Linked DNA regions of Sus scrofa: region 2 is linked to region 1. Evidence: chromatin contacts called from public HiChIP or PLAC-seq data. All regions are on one chromosome and are shown on one strand. The core of a region is the stretch at or near the end of the contact, and the rest is flanking DNA. Distances in the headings are between cores, read along the strand shown. Region 1 overlaps ASAP1 (arf-GAP with SH3 domain, ANK repeat and PH domain-containing protein 1). Region 2 overlaps ASAP1 (arf-GAP with SH3 domain, ANK repeat and PH domain-containing protein 1).

Region 1 (5,084 bases), core at 905-3,404:
GCACAGACTTTTCCTGCATATCCTGCTCTGTGCCAGGCACCTGGTATATGAAGATGAAAGTTCAAGTTCAAGTTCCTTGGATTAGAATATCTTCTAATTAGAAAAGAAAGACACGAGGAGTTCCTGTTGTGGCTCAGTGGAAACAAATCTGACTAGCAGCCATGAGGATGCAGGTTCGAATCTTGGCCTCGCTCTGTGGGTTAAGGATCTGGCGTTGCCATGAGCTGTGGTGTAGGTCTCAGACTCTGCTTAGATCTGGCATTGCTGTGGCTGTGGTGTAGGCCAGGGACTACAGCTCTGAATCAACCCCTAGCCTGGGAACCTCCATATGCCGTGGGTGTGGCCATTAAAAAAAAAAGAGAGAGAAAAGAAAAAAAAAGAGAAAAAAAGAAAGACATGAAACTGATCATAGTTTTGAACTGCTGTCCATCCTCATGATAGAAAAGTTACGCAGGAATAGCCACGGGTGTGCGGGAAAGAAAGAGTGACCGCAGTGGAGTGGTCAGAGGCTGCTTTGGGGAAGAGGCGGTCCTTGAGCTTTCTGGTCCAGAATGGGCAGGATTTCAGTGAGTGGAAAGAGTGGGGAAGGGTATCCAAGGCTGAGAGTAGCCAGATCACAGTCTTTGTGGTAGGAACGCACTAGTTACTTTGTTTGGAGGTCTAAAGAAAACATCGGTTGGAGGAGAACAGCAAAACTCTCAGTTAAAATACCTTGGCGTTGGGCTTTCTCTCTGGAATGCAGTCACTCCTGCTGTTTACTGTCCGCTCACTGTCACAGAACTCCTGATCCAGAAAAGCCGGCGGCCGTGTTTATAGACCTTCCCGTAATAGCCCTTAGCAAGTTTCCTCTCCTAGGACAGTTACTTCCTCAGACCCAAAATAGAACCGGGTGGAGATGTGAGATGTTTGCAGAGTGCACTCTGTTTAACTGTGTACTGGGGAGATGCGCGGGTGAGCAGGTGTCGCAGACGCTGTGGTCTGCTGATCCAACACCGCTTCCCCTTCTCCTTTGCTGACGGGAACGCTGATCTTCACAAGCCCACTTGCCAGGGGCCTTAAGGGAGGTCAGTGCCAGCCCCAGGGGTGAACCACTGTGGTCTCATTGCCCTTGGCAGTGATGGGTTTAGCGTGGGCATGTGACACAACTGGGCTGTAAAATATGAAGGGAAATTTTCTGGGGGATGGGGAAAGATTTTTCTCCATTTTATTTGATTTTTAAAGTTTAAAATTTTTTGGTTCCGGGCACAGGGATCGAACCCCTGCTGCAGGGATAACCAGAGCCGCAGCAGTGACAATGCCAGATCCTTCACCTGCTGAGCCATGAGAGAATTCCAAGCTTTTCCCCCATTTTGCAAGGAAGCGTTTAGAGTGAAACAGCCCCTCTCCTGCTGTGGGACATAGTAGGGCTGCATGTGATACCTGGAGTCATGGCAGCCACGTTGGGATCATGAGGGGACCTTCCTTGGGGAGAAGATGTTGAGTGTGTCTCAACAGAAAGATGGAAGAAACAGGACACTGAACACCTTACCTTTTGACTATTTTGAGTTGACCTTTCTACCCCCCAAATCTTGACTAATACGCAGGGGTCTGGTCACCTGACACGACATCTAGATGATTCTGGGTCCACCCTTCTCCAATCACCCTACACCTAACCTACCACCCTGTTTGACATCCTCACTAACTTGTAACATTTGTACCTTTGCAGTCTTGTTATTGTTTCTGAATTGCCCTTTCCCTACCTTCTTTATCTCTACCTACCAAAAATCCAGCTTCTTTAAAGAATGGCTTACATGCACCTTCTCTGTGAAGCCTTTCCAGATCCTTCTGGTTGTAGTTCATTATTTTATTCTCTGAGTACCCTCAACATTTGTTCTCCTTTCTCACCCTCCCTCCCCACCGCCCCTCACTCTGTTTGTTTGTTTGGTGTTTTTTTGCCTTTTTAGAGCCACACCCTTGGCATATGGAGGTTTCCAGGCTAGGGGGCGCATTGGAGCTGTAACCACTGGCCTACGCCACAGCCACAGCAACACAGGATCCGAGCCGTGTCTGCAGCCTACGCCACAGCTCACAGCAACGCTGGATCCTCCACCCACTGAGCAAGGCCAGGGTTCAAACCTGCTTCCTCATGGATATTAGTCATATTCGTTTCCACTGAGCCCGGACGGGAACTCCTCTCTCACTCGTTATTAAGTGGCTTCTGTGTGCCAGTTGTGCTGCTGTACAGTGGCGTCATCCTTCATGAATGAGGACGGACGTACACATCAAGTTGTGAGCCAGTATGCTTTGTCTGGTCCTAGGGGAACATGAGGTATCACCGGGTGCTTAGGAAGAGGTTCCTGACCCCACCCCTGCAGGGAGGGTCAGAGACCTGCTGCAGGGTGTATGTAGTCTTCGAGATGAATTTTAAATAAGGAATAGGCGTTAGCCGGGGTGAGAAGGAAATTCCAGGTGTAGGGAACCACCTCGGCCAGGACGGGGATGGTGCAGATGGCACAGTTTGTGACCGCCTGACTCAGCGTCAGTGAACCTGATGTTTGAAGTGGGATGCACCGAGGCTGGAGGTGAAGGCAGGAGCCACATCCTGAAGCTTGGACTTCATCTTGAGGCCGTTGAGGAGCCATTGAAAGCTTAAGGCAGGGCACTGCCATGGCCCTGGCCCTTTGGCAAGATGAATCTGGGTACCTTGAACTGAATGGACCAGGTGGGTGAGGACCTGGACTGGAAGCAGGGTGGCCATTCAGGATGCTCTTGTCTGGGAGTGAGTGGTCCAGGAGATGGAGGGGAAAGGGATACAGGCAGTAGCACCAGCCCTCTGAGCGAGGCCAGGGCTGGAACCCAAGTCCTCATGGATACTAGTCAGATTCGTTTCCACTGTGCCACAGTGGGAACTCCCATTCCTTTTCTTATGTTAGCTTCCGTCATATTCTATCCCAAGAGACTGAATATAGTTTGCTGTGCTGTACAGCAGGACCTCATTGCTTATCCACTCTAAATGTAGTAGTTTGCATCTACAAACCCCAAAGTCCCCATCCATCCCACTCCCTCCCTCATCCCCCTTGGCAACCACAAGTCTGTTCTCTGTGTCCCCTGCTTCTTAATCTTAGTGAGTCCTCAGTGCCCACCCCAGGGTAGGCCAGATGCTTAATATGTGTTTGATGCGTGAATTATTCCCTCACTCTCTTTTAGCATAGAGTTCAACAGTCTCTTTTTTGATAAATGTTTTGAAACTCTTTCAAGTTGTCCAACAAGGACTGGGGCCCTGGTGCTCCGGGGAGCAGTGGAGGAGGAGGAAACGGAAGTCAGGACTCCAGCCTGGGCTTCCTGACGCCAGGCCTTCGCTCTTCCCATTGGCCAGCCCATACCTTCCTGGGCAGTCAGGAGCCACCTCCTGGGGCAGGATGCCAGGGGTCCAGATAAACCATCCTGAGAAAGGGTGGGGGCTCCCCACAGAGCTTTCATAGACAACAGCATATTCAAGGGTTTGTATAAACAGGGCCACATGAATTAGTCAGTGAAGGATACATGCGTTTTTCTGAAAGAATTTTAATGGATGTAGCGTGTCTGTGGGGTGGGGGGTTCCCATCCTGGAACAGACTGGGGGTTGGTTGGGGTGAGCTGAGGTCAGCAGTGATATTTTAAACCTCACATTTGATGGGAGTAACAGTGCTGATGAGTATTTGCAAATGGGAATCGAGTTGGAGCTGAAACAGAGAGTCTGCTGAGGGGGATCCTATCCTCAGAAACAAAGCTTCTGGGGTATAGAGGATTGGCTAAGAGTTTGGAACCTGGGTTTAGGTTGAGTCCTCACCCAACCCTTTAGTGGCTGACCTTAGAACATGCTGACCTTAGGCGAGTTCTGAGCCTCTCTGAGCCTCAGTTTTGCTACCTGTCAAATGGAGGAGTAAGACTTCTGTCTTACGGGGTTGCGGCGAGAACTCTGTGTGTCATACCACGTGGAGAACAGTGAGGATGTGCCTGGCACGTGGTGACTAGGAGTGGAAACGTGAGGTGTCCTGATGGTGATGATTGTTATTGAGGGGTCATTGAGTCCTCCAGTAACCTGTGTTGAGGTCCTCACTCCAGTATTGCAGAATGTGACCTGATTTAAAAATAAAGTGTCAGGAGTTCCTGTCGTGTGGCTCGGTGGTAACGAACCCAACTAGTATCCATGAGGATTTGGGTTCCATCCCTGGCCTCAGTGTGTTTAAGGATCCAGCATTGCCATGAGCTGTGAGCTGCAGTGTAGGTCAAAGACACGGCTTGGATTCCACGTTGCTGTGGCTGTCGTGCAGGATGGCAGCTGCGGCTCTGATTCGACCCCAAGCCTGGGAACCTCCATATGCTGTGGGTGTGGCCCTAAAAAGAGGAAAAAAATGAGGTCATTAGGGTAGGCTCTGATCCAATATGACTGGGGCCCTTTTAAAAAGGAGGAATTTGGGAGTTCCCTTGTGGCGCAGCAGGTTAAGGATCCTGTGTTGTGATTCCACAAACCGAGGGTGTGGCCAAAAAAGGTGCTGGGGGGCGGGGGGGGGGCGTTGTGCAATTTGGAGACAGAGACAGACGGGCACAGAGAGAGGACAATGTGAAGACTGGGAGAAGGTGGCCGTGTGGCTTGGATGATGTGTCTACAAGCCAAGGTCTAGGAAGAGGCGTCAGAGAGAGCATGGTCCTGCCACACTTCATTTCAGAACTGCGAGAATGTTTCTGTTGTTTTATTTTATTTTTTCTTTTTAGGGCTGCATCTGTAGCATATGTAAGTTCCCAGGCTAGGGGTCCAGTTGGAGCTGCAGCTGCCAGCCTACACCACAGCTGCAGCAACTCGGGATCCAAGCCACGTCTGAGACCTACACCACAGCTTATGGTAATGCCGGATCCTTAACCCACTGATTGAAGCCAGGGATCGAACCTGCGTCCTCATGGATGTTGGATTCCTTTCCACTGAGCCACGATGATGGGCCAGCATCCTCCAGGGCTGGGAGGCCCAGACTGCCTGGGACAATGGAGCCAGAAGTTCTGGTTGGCTGGGATTTGCCTGGATAGACCAGAGAATGGGCAGTGCCAGGAGAGGACATTCTGTATCTGCA
Region 2 (5,084 bases), core at 1,096-3,595, 130 kb after region 1:
GTGGCTCAGTGGTTAAGGAACCCGACTAGGAACCATGAGGTTGCGGGTTCGATCCCTGGCCCTGCTCAGCGGGTTAAGGATCCGGTGTTGCTGTGAGCTGTGGTGTAGCTTGCAGAAGTGGCTTGGATCCTGCTTTGCTGTGGCTGTGGTGTAGACTTGCAGCAACAGCTTTGATTGGACCCCTAGCCTGGGAACCTCCATATGCCGCGGAAGTGGCCCTAGAAAAGGCAGAAAGACAAAAAATAAAAAAGTAAAAAGAAGGAGGGGAGGCTGTCATGCCGGATAGTGCTGGCACACAGCCGGGGGGGGGGGGGGTGCAGGGGACAGGACTTGTTAGTCGTGTCCAGTTACTAGCATTGCTGAGTTTATTGTGACCTGCTTTTACGTCATCAGTCCCCCAAGTGTATGTGCAGCACTAAACCATCGTTCCCACTGCCAGCACTTCCAGACCCTGGCAATAGAGCGAACAGTTTTCCAGTGTCCCTGGGCTCCAGGGAGGGTAGCATGGGCACAGCTGCATACAGCACAGTGCACAGCTTGCCCTTGCACGGTTCACAGCCCCTGTTGTTGCCCTTGCATCCGTTCATGTCTCACCCAGCCTCTGGGCAGACATGCAGACACACACACATCCCCTCTTAGGCACCTGGCCCACCCCCCTTTGCAGCCTCTCCTTTTCATTTAGCTTGTCTTTCCCTACCTTCCACAGCCCACTCTTAGAAGACTGCATTTCATCAACAAAGTTTTGGGTTTTTTTTTTTTTTTTTTTTTTTTTGTCTTTTGTCCTTTTTTAGGGCTGCACCTGCGGCATATGGAGGTTCCCAGGCTAGGGGTCGAATCGGAGCTATTGCTGCTGGCCTACGCCACAGCCACAGCCACACCAGATCCGAGCTGCACAGCTCATGGCAACGCTGGATCCATAACCCACTGAGCGTGGCCAGGGATCGAACCTGCATTCTCATGGTTCCTAGTCAGATTCGTTTCCTCTGTGCCACGACAGGAACTCCCAAAGACTTTTATTTGTTTATAAAAATTCATACTGTGTGCCAGGCACTCTGCTAGGTGCTGGAATACAGCTGGCTACAAGACAGATGTAGTTTCTGCCTCCTTAACGCCTATAGTCTGGGAGTTCCCGCTGTGGTGCAGTGGGATCAGCAGTCTCTGCAGCACTAGAATACAGGTTCCATCCCCACCTGGCACAGTGAGTTAAGATCTGATCCCTGGCCCTGGGAACTTCCAAGTGCCTCCGGGTGGCCAAAAACAAACAAAAAACACTTATAGTCTGGTGGGGAGGGATGGACCAAAAAACAGGAATTTACAGTGAATCCGCTGTAAGTGCTGTGATGAGGAAGGGGCAGGGCTTCCTGGAGTCCAGGGCAGGACCCACCCAGTCCACAGAGGGGTCACAGGAGAATTTCCAGAGGAAGTGACGCCTCTGCGGGGACCTGGAGATCAGAAGTGGGGGGAACCCACCTCTTTTGAGAAACTGGTTGTTACATCAGGAGCTTGTTGGGCAGAGAGGATGGTGATGGTGCTGGGGAGACAGCAGGGCTTTGTCCTGAGAGCAACAGAAAGGCTTTAGGGGAGACTGGCACACCCCGATTTGCCTTCTAGAGGGACCGCTTTGCAGGGTGTGGGGTGGATTGGAGAGGGCAAGCATAAATGAAGGGGGACGAGGTTTTGTAGACTGTTAGAGCTGACCCAGCCCGAGCTTTTGGTGGCCTAGCTAGGAAGGGAAATGGGATGGAGAAGGCTGGAGAGAGTGACTCAAGCAATGTTTAAGCCATGACTTCTCTCTGGACACAGAAATGATGCCTGACCCCCAGAAAGAAGGGCCTGTCCTGCTTGCCTGTTGTCTTGGATTTTCATCTATCTTCCGCATCTTGTTGAAAGATGCACAGTAGCTTCCTGTTGGTCAGGGCATCTTCATGGATGTAGCCACTTTCACAGATTTCTTGTCCTTCTCTTGGTTTCTTGATCGTTGGTCTAAAGCATCGGGCTGTTTGTGCAGTAGCCATTTTCATCAGCTAGCTCGTTGTCATTCATTTAGAGTCCTGGAGTCTAAGAATGTTAGAGCAGAATGAATACTTAAGTATACACACACACAGCACCCCCAGTTTAGCCGTGAATGTGTGATGCCCAGAGAGGAGAAATGACTTGCTCAAACTTCCAGAGAATTTGGAACGGAACCCAGATGTCTCAGCTGCCAGTCAGGTGGTTCTTGGGGCTGAAGAACTGCCCCTCTGGCTGATTTAACTGCAGACGTGTGTCACTTTGCCACTGTCCCCTCTCCCACTCTCTCTCAGCTGAGTGGGCTGGTCTGTAAGTGTGTGAGTAGATCAAGGCTGGTCTTGGGTGTGACCTTTTAAGGCTGTGGGCCTTTCCGCAAAGAACAGGATGACACTCATCCTCTCACCCTGCCGTTCATTTTCGCCCTGATTTCTTCATTTCTGACAGCAGCGGACTCAGATCCTGGCTTCCCCTTTCTGGAGCCACTTGATGGGTGGTAGGGAGCAGTAGGCCTCTGGGCTTCTTTAGGGCTTTATTGTGCTGAGAGGTGATCCTGCTGCATTTCTGAATTACAGCCGGGTTTAGAAGTCAGGCTGGTTGGAATCCCAGCTCTGCCACTTGCTCCCTGGGCAGGTTTCTCCTCCATGAAATAGGGAGTCATACTTAACACATTAAATGCAGATTTTAAAAGATAGTAAGTTTTTTTTTTCCTAAAAAAATTTTTTTTGTAGTTGATTTACAGTGTTCTGTCACTTTCTGCCCTATAGCAAAGCGACCCAGCCATACGTACATGTACGTTCACTTTCTCACATTATCTTCCGTCACATTCCATTCCAGGTGATTGGATATAGTTCGCAGTGCTATGCAGCAGGATCCCATTGCTTATCCAGTCTAAGTGCAATAGTTTGCATCTACTGACCCCACGCTCCCAGTCCATCCCACTCCCTCCCCCTTCCCCTTGGCAACCACAAGTCTGTTCTCCATGTCCATGAGTTGGTTTTTTTCTGAGGAAAGGTTCATTTGTCCCATATATTAGTTCCCAGATATAAGTGGTATCATGTGGTCTTTCTCTTCCTACTTACTTCACTTAGTATGAGAATCTCAGGTTCCATCCATGTTGCTGCAAATGGCATTTTGTTCTTCTGATGCCTGAGTAGTGTTCCCTCGTGCATCTGTACCACACCTTCTTAATCCATTCATCTGTGGATGGACACTTAGGTTGTTTCCATGTCTTGGCTATTGTGACTAGTGCTGCAATGAATATGGGGGTGCATGTATCTTTTTCAGTGAAGGTTTTGTCTGGATATATGCCCAAGAGTGGGATTGCTGGGTCATATGGTAGTTCTGTATTTGGTTTTCTAAGGTACCTCCATACTGTTTTCCATAGTGGTTGTACCAGTTTACATTCCCACCAATAATGTAGGAGGGTTCCCTTTTCTCCACACCTCTCCAGCAAAGACAGTCGGTATTAAGAAATCCAGTGCAGTGCCTGGCACATAGCTGATGCCCAGTGAGTTGATACTGGGTTACTGCTCTTGTCCCTTTACTGCGTTTTCTCCCATCTCACGTTAACCAGCCCAGCCCGTACCTGTTCACCACAGTTGCCCTTGTATCGATTCCATGCTGAGATTTCAGGAGGGTGGCACTCTTCTCTCCACCCTTCTGGGTGATAGATGTCTTGTCTTCTCACCCTGCCTGAGCCATGTCACTTAACCTTGAGGCTACCAGACTGTGGAAACTAAATATAAGGCCCCTGGGCCGGGAGGGGGCTTCAGCCTTAGTTGCAGGTGCCTGAAGCAGAGGAACAGGTGGAGCATATGTGGGAGCAAGTTTTCACTGCTCTAACTTTTTTTCCTTCTATACTTTTTTTTTTTTTTCTTTTTGCCATTTTCTAGGGCCGCTCTCGCAGCATATGGAGGTTCCCAGGCTAGGGGTCTGTTCAGAGCTGTAGCTGCTGGCCTATGCCAGAGCCACAGTAACGCAGGATCCGAGCCGCGTCTGTGATCTACACCACAGCTCACTGCAACGCCAGATCCTTAACCCACTGAGCAAGGCCAGGGATCAAACCCGCAACCTCATGGTTCCTAGTTGGATTTGTTAACCACTGAGCCACGATGGGAACTCCTCCTTCTGTGCTTTTTGTATAGTCACCTTTGTGCACTGAAGAGACACATGAATGATTACAAAGAAAGGGTAAAAAAAAAAAAAAGAAGAAGAAGAAATGAGCTCAGTAGTACCGAGCCTGGACCCCTAGATGCAGGATCTCAGAATGGCAGAAGGTTGGTAGTCGAGGCCAGAACCAGGAAGTGCGGTGTAGTATGTGATCAGCTTCTAGCTTCTGCTCAGGGTGACTCGCCAGGGTGACGGCGTGGGCTTAGTGGAAGGAGAGGGAGCACAGTGAGGGCGGAGACACCAGTTTAAATGACGCAGAACAGCCTACAACCATTCCCTTGCGGCGTTTTGCCCTGCAGGGTGTGGGAGAAGGACGAGGCTGTTGAGCAAGGTGTTCCTAGAGCCAGAGGTGACTCTTGTGAACAAAGGCACCTGTTTTTCGAACAGAGAAGCATCCAGATGCAAAATCTTCTTTATCTGGTCTTCAGCCAGATGCATTTCCGCTCAGGAAGAAGTACCATCCTCAGCGTGGGGGCAGTCTTGTCCTCTGAGAAGTCAGTGCCCCAAGCAAAACTGAGTATAGAAAAAGGAGGTCAGGTTTGGATAAGCCTTAGGCCCTTCTGAGAAGAGGGGAGCTGGAGGGATTCAAGTCTGTCCAGCCCACAGGAAACTCTGCTGGGCTGGGGTTGCAAGGTGAGTAGGTGGCCCTGTAGCCCAGCAGTGCCTCTGATGGTGTTTGGGGAATTAAGAGAGCTTTGGAAGGCAAACATGGGATGGGGGAAAAATTTTTTTTTTCTAAATTTTCCTATCTAATGTAGCCCAGGTCCTATTAACTTTGAAATGTGGCATAACTGGGACCTGGTCCAAAAATGTTCCTGAAATCTGCATGAAACCCAGTTAAGGGCCAATTTAAAAAAAAAAGAAATGGAAAAAAAAAAACTTCTTTGCTACAGCTTCAGAATATT

The links. HiChIP or PLAC-seq counts read pairs in DNA pulled down with a chosen protein or histone mark.
Region 2: a contact with region 1 is called in an H3K27ac HiChIP or PLAC-seq map of alveolar macrophages. The contact joins two enhancer-like sites. A contact is called at or near these places in 1 of 5 promoter capture datasets (fetal liver), 1 of 47 Hi-C or Micro-C datasets (brain) and 1 of 2 datasets of contacts at active chromatin or transcription factors (alveolar macrophages).

The regions. Positions count from the first base shown.
Region 1 is chr4:10,115,002-10,120,085 of Sscrofa11.1, forward strand. The region is part of intron 1 of ASAP1 (arf-GAP with SH3 domain, ANK repeat and PH domain-containing protein 1); the gene reads left to right. Among named protein-coding and RNA genes, the nearest start is that of ASAP1, 14 kb to the left of the region's middle. Within about 2 kb of position 2,155, at least 10 of the 83 cell types and tissues checked have an H3K27ac peak or open chromatin away from gene starts, as enhancers often do. A contact at or near this core is called in alveolar macrophages, where this site is marked.
Region 2 is chr4:10,248,491-10,253,574 of Sscrofa11.1, forward strand. All of the region lies in intron 3 of ASAP1 (arf-GAP with SH3 domain, ANK repeat and PH domain-containing protein 1), which reads left to right. Among named protein-coding and RNA genes, the nearest start is that of ASAP1, 150 kb to the left of the region's middle. Within about 2 kb of position 2,346, at least 8 of the 83 cell types and tissues checked have an H3K27ac peak or open chromatin away from gene starts, as enhancers often do. A contact at or near this core is called in alveolar macrophages, where this site is marked.